Linked DNA regions of Sus scrofa: region 1 is linked to region 2. A link is a contact called in public Hi-C data. All regions are on one chromosome and are shown on one strand. The core of a region is the stretch at or near the end of the contact, and the rest is flanking DNA. Distances in the headings are between cores, read along the strand shown.

Evidence for each region. Hi-C and Micro-C count contacts between places; a contact is called where the count stands out from the background.
Region 1: a contact with region 2 is called in a Hi-C map of omental adipose tissue, with 3 times the contacts expected there. The contact joins the promoter of MARC1 here to the promoter of C10H1orf115 in region 2. A contact is called at or near these places in 1 of 5 promoter capture datasets (fetal liver), 13 of 47 Hi-C or Micro-C datasets (embryonic fibroblasts, fetal heart ventricle, fetal skeletal muscle and 8 more) and 1 of 2 datasets of contacts at active chromatin or transcription factors (skeletal muscle).

Annotation. Positions count from the first base shown.
Region 1 is chr10:10,189,315-10,192,014 of Sscrofa11.1, forward strand. It overlaps MARC1 (mitochondrial amidoxime-reducing component 1), which reads left to right and starts at 1,447. Exons shown (of 9, transcript XR_002336192.1): 1 at 1,447-2,003. All of the region lies in intron 5 of MARC2 (a long non-coding RNA gene), which reads left to right.
Region 2 is chr10:10,114,563-10,117,262 of Sscrofa11.1, forward strand. C10H1orf115 reads left to right here and starts at 1,355. Exons shown (of 2, transcript XM_003130507.4): 1 at 1,355-1,763. The coding sequence starts at 1,467.

The DNA of each region.
Region 1 (2,700 bases), core at 197-2,696, 75 kb after region 2:
GCTGCAGCTGCCGGCCTACACCACAGCCACAGCAACACAGGATCTGAGCTGAGTCTGTGACCTACACCATAGCTCACGGCAATGCCGGATCCTCAACCCACTAAGCGAGGCCAGGGATCGAACCTGCTTCCTCGTGGATCCTAGTTGATTTCATTACTCGAGCCAAACAGGGACTCCAGGGGGAAGGCGGATTCATCCAAGCCGCTACTTCTCCCCTTGTTCTGGGAGGAGATCGTTGACAAGCCTCAGTGGTGGACTCTGAACCCAGTTCCTGGATGTCACAGGAGTGGGGGAGGGGGGCGTCCCTGGAGTGAGAAGAGAAAAGATAGGACAGACATACTCTGTTTAGGGAGCAATGTTTAGGCTGAGGGACAACATCCAAGGACAGATCTTAGCCCAGTGGGTCCTGAGGGTGGCTGCCTGGGGAAGGTGGATTTGCCAACCTTGGGAGACAGAGACGGTCCCCCTGTAATGTAAGACACCCCCCGCTTGCGTGGGTGATCCACTCGTGGGAACGTACTCACTGCTCTGCATCTACACTTGGAAATGGGCAAGTGGCAAATGTCGTGTTGTGTATATTCCACCGCAATAAAAATCCACTCACTTCTATCCATTTTGCCTCTTGTTCAGCTGATGGCCTTTTCCTTGCCCTGCGTTTGACGTTCTATTTGTATTTTTTGGTTGGTTGTTTTCTTTTTAGGGCAGAACCTGCAGCATATGGAGGCTCCCAGGCTAGGGGTCAAATCCGAGCTGTAGCTGCTGGCCTACACCACAGCTGCAGCAACTCGGGATCCTAGCCGAGTGTGCGACCTACACCACAGCTCATGGCAACGGCAGATCGTTAACCCATTGAGTGAGGCCAGGGATCGAACCCAAAACCTCATGGTTCCTAGTCGGATTCATTAACCACTGAACCACAACAGGAACTCCCGATGGCTTGATTTTTGAAGTGACAGGTGTCTGAAGTCAGTGCCTTACAAGTAGGATGGGTGACATTTCCTGCTGCCGGGAAGAAGCCTTAGGACCTTGTGCCAATGCTTCTTTCCCAGGGCAGTTCCTGGAAAATGAAGCCGGTACTCGGAGGCTTTGTGCCCAGAGGACCTAGAGGAGTCCCGCTGGTGCCCTGAGCTGCAGGCTGCTGCCCTGGCACCACGGGGACAGCCGGCTCCTTCCCCGCTCTCCTCAACTTGCAGGTCCTGAGGTCCTGGTCGCAGGCCTTTGCTCTCAGAGTCCCACTGGCCAGAAGCTCCCACGCCCCAGCTGGCAGAGGGGGAGGGTGACTGACAGCCGCTGGTGCCCCCCCCCCTCTCCGCACTGTCCCCAAGACGTGGGTCTGCCTGCTGCCAGATTTCTAATATAGCAAAATTACATTTTGTCCTGCAAAGTTTTTTTTGTTTGTTTATTTTAGGTTATTATTTAACCTACGAATAAGTAAATAAATAAAACGGTCGTTAGTAGCGGTCCCCGGGAGGGCACCTAGTTCTGCAGCGTCAGGGCGGAGGAAGGGGAGGAAGCCGGGACGTAGACCGCGTGGAAGCTGAGCCCCCGCCTCTCCCCCTCGGCAGCCCCGGGGCCACTCTCCCGAGGAGGACGCCATACTCTGACCCGCCCGGAACCGCTTCAGGAGCGGCCCTTCCTCTGGACTCGCGGCCCCGCTGCGGCAGGCGCGTCCCCGTGGGCCCTGCGCGAGTCCCCGCCGCGCCCGCGCTCGCCGGGGTCATGGGCGCCGCCGGCTCGTCCCCGCTGGTCCGCCTCCGCCTCCGCCTCCCCGCGCTACTTCGGCCCGGGCTCGGGCTCGCCGCGCTGGGACTGGCCGCGGCGGCGCTGGGGGCCGTCGCCTGGAGCCGCGCGCGGCCCAGGCGGCGGCGGCGGCGCCGGCGGCTGCAGCAGGTGGGCACCGTGTCGCAGCTCTGGATCTACCCGGTCAAGTCGTGCAAGGGGGTGCCGGTGAGCGAGGCCGAGTGCACCGCCCTGGGGCTGCGCCGCGGGCACCTGCGGGACAGGTAGGGCCCCGGGGGGTGGGCTCGGAACGCGGCGGGTGGGGGCCGGCTGGGTTCTGGGTCGGATCCTTCCCCAGCCGGGAAAGTGGGAGCTGAGGCGGGGAGGGGGCAGGGGCGAAGGAAAGGCGGAGGGAGGGCGCTCGCCTCCGACAGCAGACGCAGGGGCCCAGGCCTCTTTCCGGGGGCGGCTGGCCTTCCGCCTCCCACCGGCTCTTTCAGAGCCTGCGCTCAGGAGGAGCTGCGACAGGGGTCTCGGTCCTCAGGGGGCTGCCAGGGCGCAAGCAAGTTTCGCCACTGTCTAGCGGAAGCGGCAAGCTTCGCAGGATTGATGCCTCCACTTTGTTTTTCGTGATTGTCTCTTAATGTGGGGAAACTTGGAGCCGCGGAGCTAAGCCTTCAAAGCGAGCACCGCGGTGGAGCCCAAGCTTCGTGCCGCTTGAAACGTGCTATTGCATATTTTATTTTACCCAGTTCTTCCATGCCCCCTTTTACCGATAAAGTAACTGGTTCGGAGGCACCCAAGAGTGGAATCAGGACTCTTGTTTCGGGAGCACGCTGGTGCTTTGTAAACAGTGGTTTTATCTACGCCCGGCTGGTGCGGTCAGGACCTGTGTGAATTCCTGAGGTTCAGCAAAGATCGCTAAGGCCCGAAGCAAGTAGCCTGGTCCTCTTCTGAGTCTGACTCTAGGCTAGCCCTGGG
Region 2 (2,700 bases), core at 105-2,604:
GTATAAGACTATGTGGTTCTTTTATTTTCTTTTTGCTTTAATTTTTTATTGTCTTTTTTAGGCATATGGAAGTTCCCAGGCTAGGGGTCAAATTGTGCTACAGCTGCCAGTCTACACCACAGCCACAGTAATGTGGGATCCCAGAGGTGCCTGCGACCATACACCACAGCTTGAAGGGATGCCAGATCCGTAACCCACTGAGCAAGGCCAGGGATTGAACCCACATCCTCATAGATACTAGTTGGGTTTGTTACTGTTGAGCCACAATGGGAACTCCAAGACTATGTAATTCTTATACCTATGGTAATTAAACTTATTTTTGTATTCCTTTCAAATTAAACTTATAAACCTAAATCAATTACTTGATTTTACATTTTCAGTTCGAATCACAAAACTAATTTCTGATACCCTAATGTGCTAAATTAGGAATATTTTATGTATTTATAGCAAGATATCCAAATCTTCCTTTAATGTATCACATTTTAATAGTATCAAAATATTAATGAAATAATAACATATCATTGTATACTTAAGTCTAAGTTTCCAAGAATTAAAAGATATTTATTACCCACATCGGAAAGTAAGGCATCCAAATAAGTTGAGATTCACAGCGACCTGAGAACGTGTATCTATCAGAGTGATTTTTTTTTTGAGCGACATTCTTGAAAATCATGATTTTAATGATTACACATATGATGCTAAATGCTGGCACCAGAATTTACCTTGTCCATCGCCACTGGTCTGCTTCACTTTTTCACTGGAATCAGACTGCAATTAACACTTCGTACCCGCTGCCTTGTGTTACAGAATGTCCCTGCAGCACAGGCATCTACAAAGATAGGGCTGTTTTTCAGAACTTTCTTTCTTTCTTTTTTTTTGGCTGCACTCGCTGCAGGTGGAGGTTCCCAGGCCATCGATTCCAATCCCACCGCAACAGCAACCCCCGCCCCCCGCAGAGACAGCTTTGGATCCTCAACCCGCTGTGCCACAATGGGAATTCCAAGAACTCTTGATAAACACTTTCTGATTGCCTTTCTAAAGCCTTGTCTCCAGTCTGCGTTCCACGAATACCGTAGCATAACCATCATCTCCCCAACCCTGACCAGCACTGGGTGTAATCTTTATTACTCTCATCTCATCATCCATCACTATCTCTGCCAGTTTGCACGTGGGCTAATGAAGTCTCACCATTCGGGATTCACTTGTTCCGTGGCGCGTGCGGCTGAACTGCTTTGTGTTCATGGGATGCTAGAGCTTGGGGCTGACCGCGAGCCCCACGGCCAGGGGGCGCTGCAATTCCAAGTGCCCCCTCCCCGTCCAAGCCGGGCTGGGCTGGGCGGGACTGGGCTGGGCTGGGCTGGGCCGGGCAGCAGGTGGGCGGGGGTGGAGGCGCGGGCAGGAGCGCGGGCAGGGAGCAAAGGTTGCAGTCTTCCAGTACCGACCTCAGCCGGAGGGCGGGCGGCATCATGACGGTGGGAGCCAGGCTCCGGACCCAGGCGGCGAGCAGCCTCCCGCGCCGCGGGCCCCTCTTCCGGGCGCGAGGGCGGACCGAGCGGGACGAGGAGGCGGCCGCTATCCTGGAGCATCTGGAGAGCGGGGCCGAGGAGGAGGAGAGCGCGGAGCGCGCGCGGCTCCCGGGGACCCGGGGCGCGCGGAAGGTGCACCTGGCCGTCCTCCCCGAGCGCTACGAGCCGCTGGAGGAGCCAGCGCCCGGCGACAAGCCCAAGAAGAAGTACCGGCAGAAGCTGAAGAAGTACGGCAAGGTAGGCGTCCCGGGTGTCCACCGACCCGGGGGTCGGAAGCGCGCGGCGCCCCGGAGGGTTAGGTCGGGTCCCCGAGGTCTGACCGCCTCGGCCCCCCACGCCCACCCGCGAATGACGCGGGCAGGGAGGGAGAAGCTCAGCGGCGAGGAGCGGTCGAAACGACATGGGAAGTGTCCCCGCTCCCCGCTCACGAACCTTCCGGAGGGCTGCGTCCCGGCGGTTCTGGTCTCGGGGCGGGGGTCTCACCAGCCCTTGTGCGGTTGGTAGGACCGGAATCAAGGTCCGTGCTACACAAGCGGGGTATTGAAGGATCAGCGTGGATTGTAAACGGGGACCCAGTTGCAAGTAGGGAGTTGCTGCCCAGTTTATCTGTTTTCCGGCCGCAGTCTGCCCAGGATGTCCCACCAGCTGAGAATTGTTTAGGTTACTCCCCAAAAGATTCCCAAGGTGATCTCCGGGGCCTGGGAGCTCAAAAATCCATAAATACGCTCTTGATGAAACGACTTTCTCCCCGCCAGCCATCTGCGTAATGCGAACACACCGTCATTTGCAATGGGGGGGGGGCGCTCGTGGGATGGGGGGCGGTTGTCTGGGACAAAGCCAGAGTGAGAGGAGCTCCTGCTGTGGCTCAGCAGATTAAGAACCTTACTAGTATCCATGAGGATGCAGGTTCCGTCCCTGGCCTGCCTCCGTGGTTTAAGAATCTGGCCTGTGCCAAGCTGTGGAGTAGGTCGCAGATGTGGTTGGGATCTGGATCTGGCCAGTGGCTGTGGCTGTGGTGGAGGCCGGCAGCTGCAGCTCTGATTGGACCCCTAGCCTGGGAACTTCCATATGCCTCAGGTGTGACCCTAAAAAAAAGAGAGAGAGAGAGAGAAGCCAGAGAGAGAGAGAGAGAACGAGAACAGGAATATGGGATAAAGTGGCAGTTTCGTTCTCA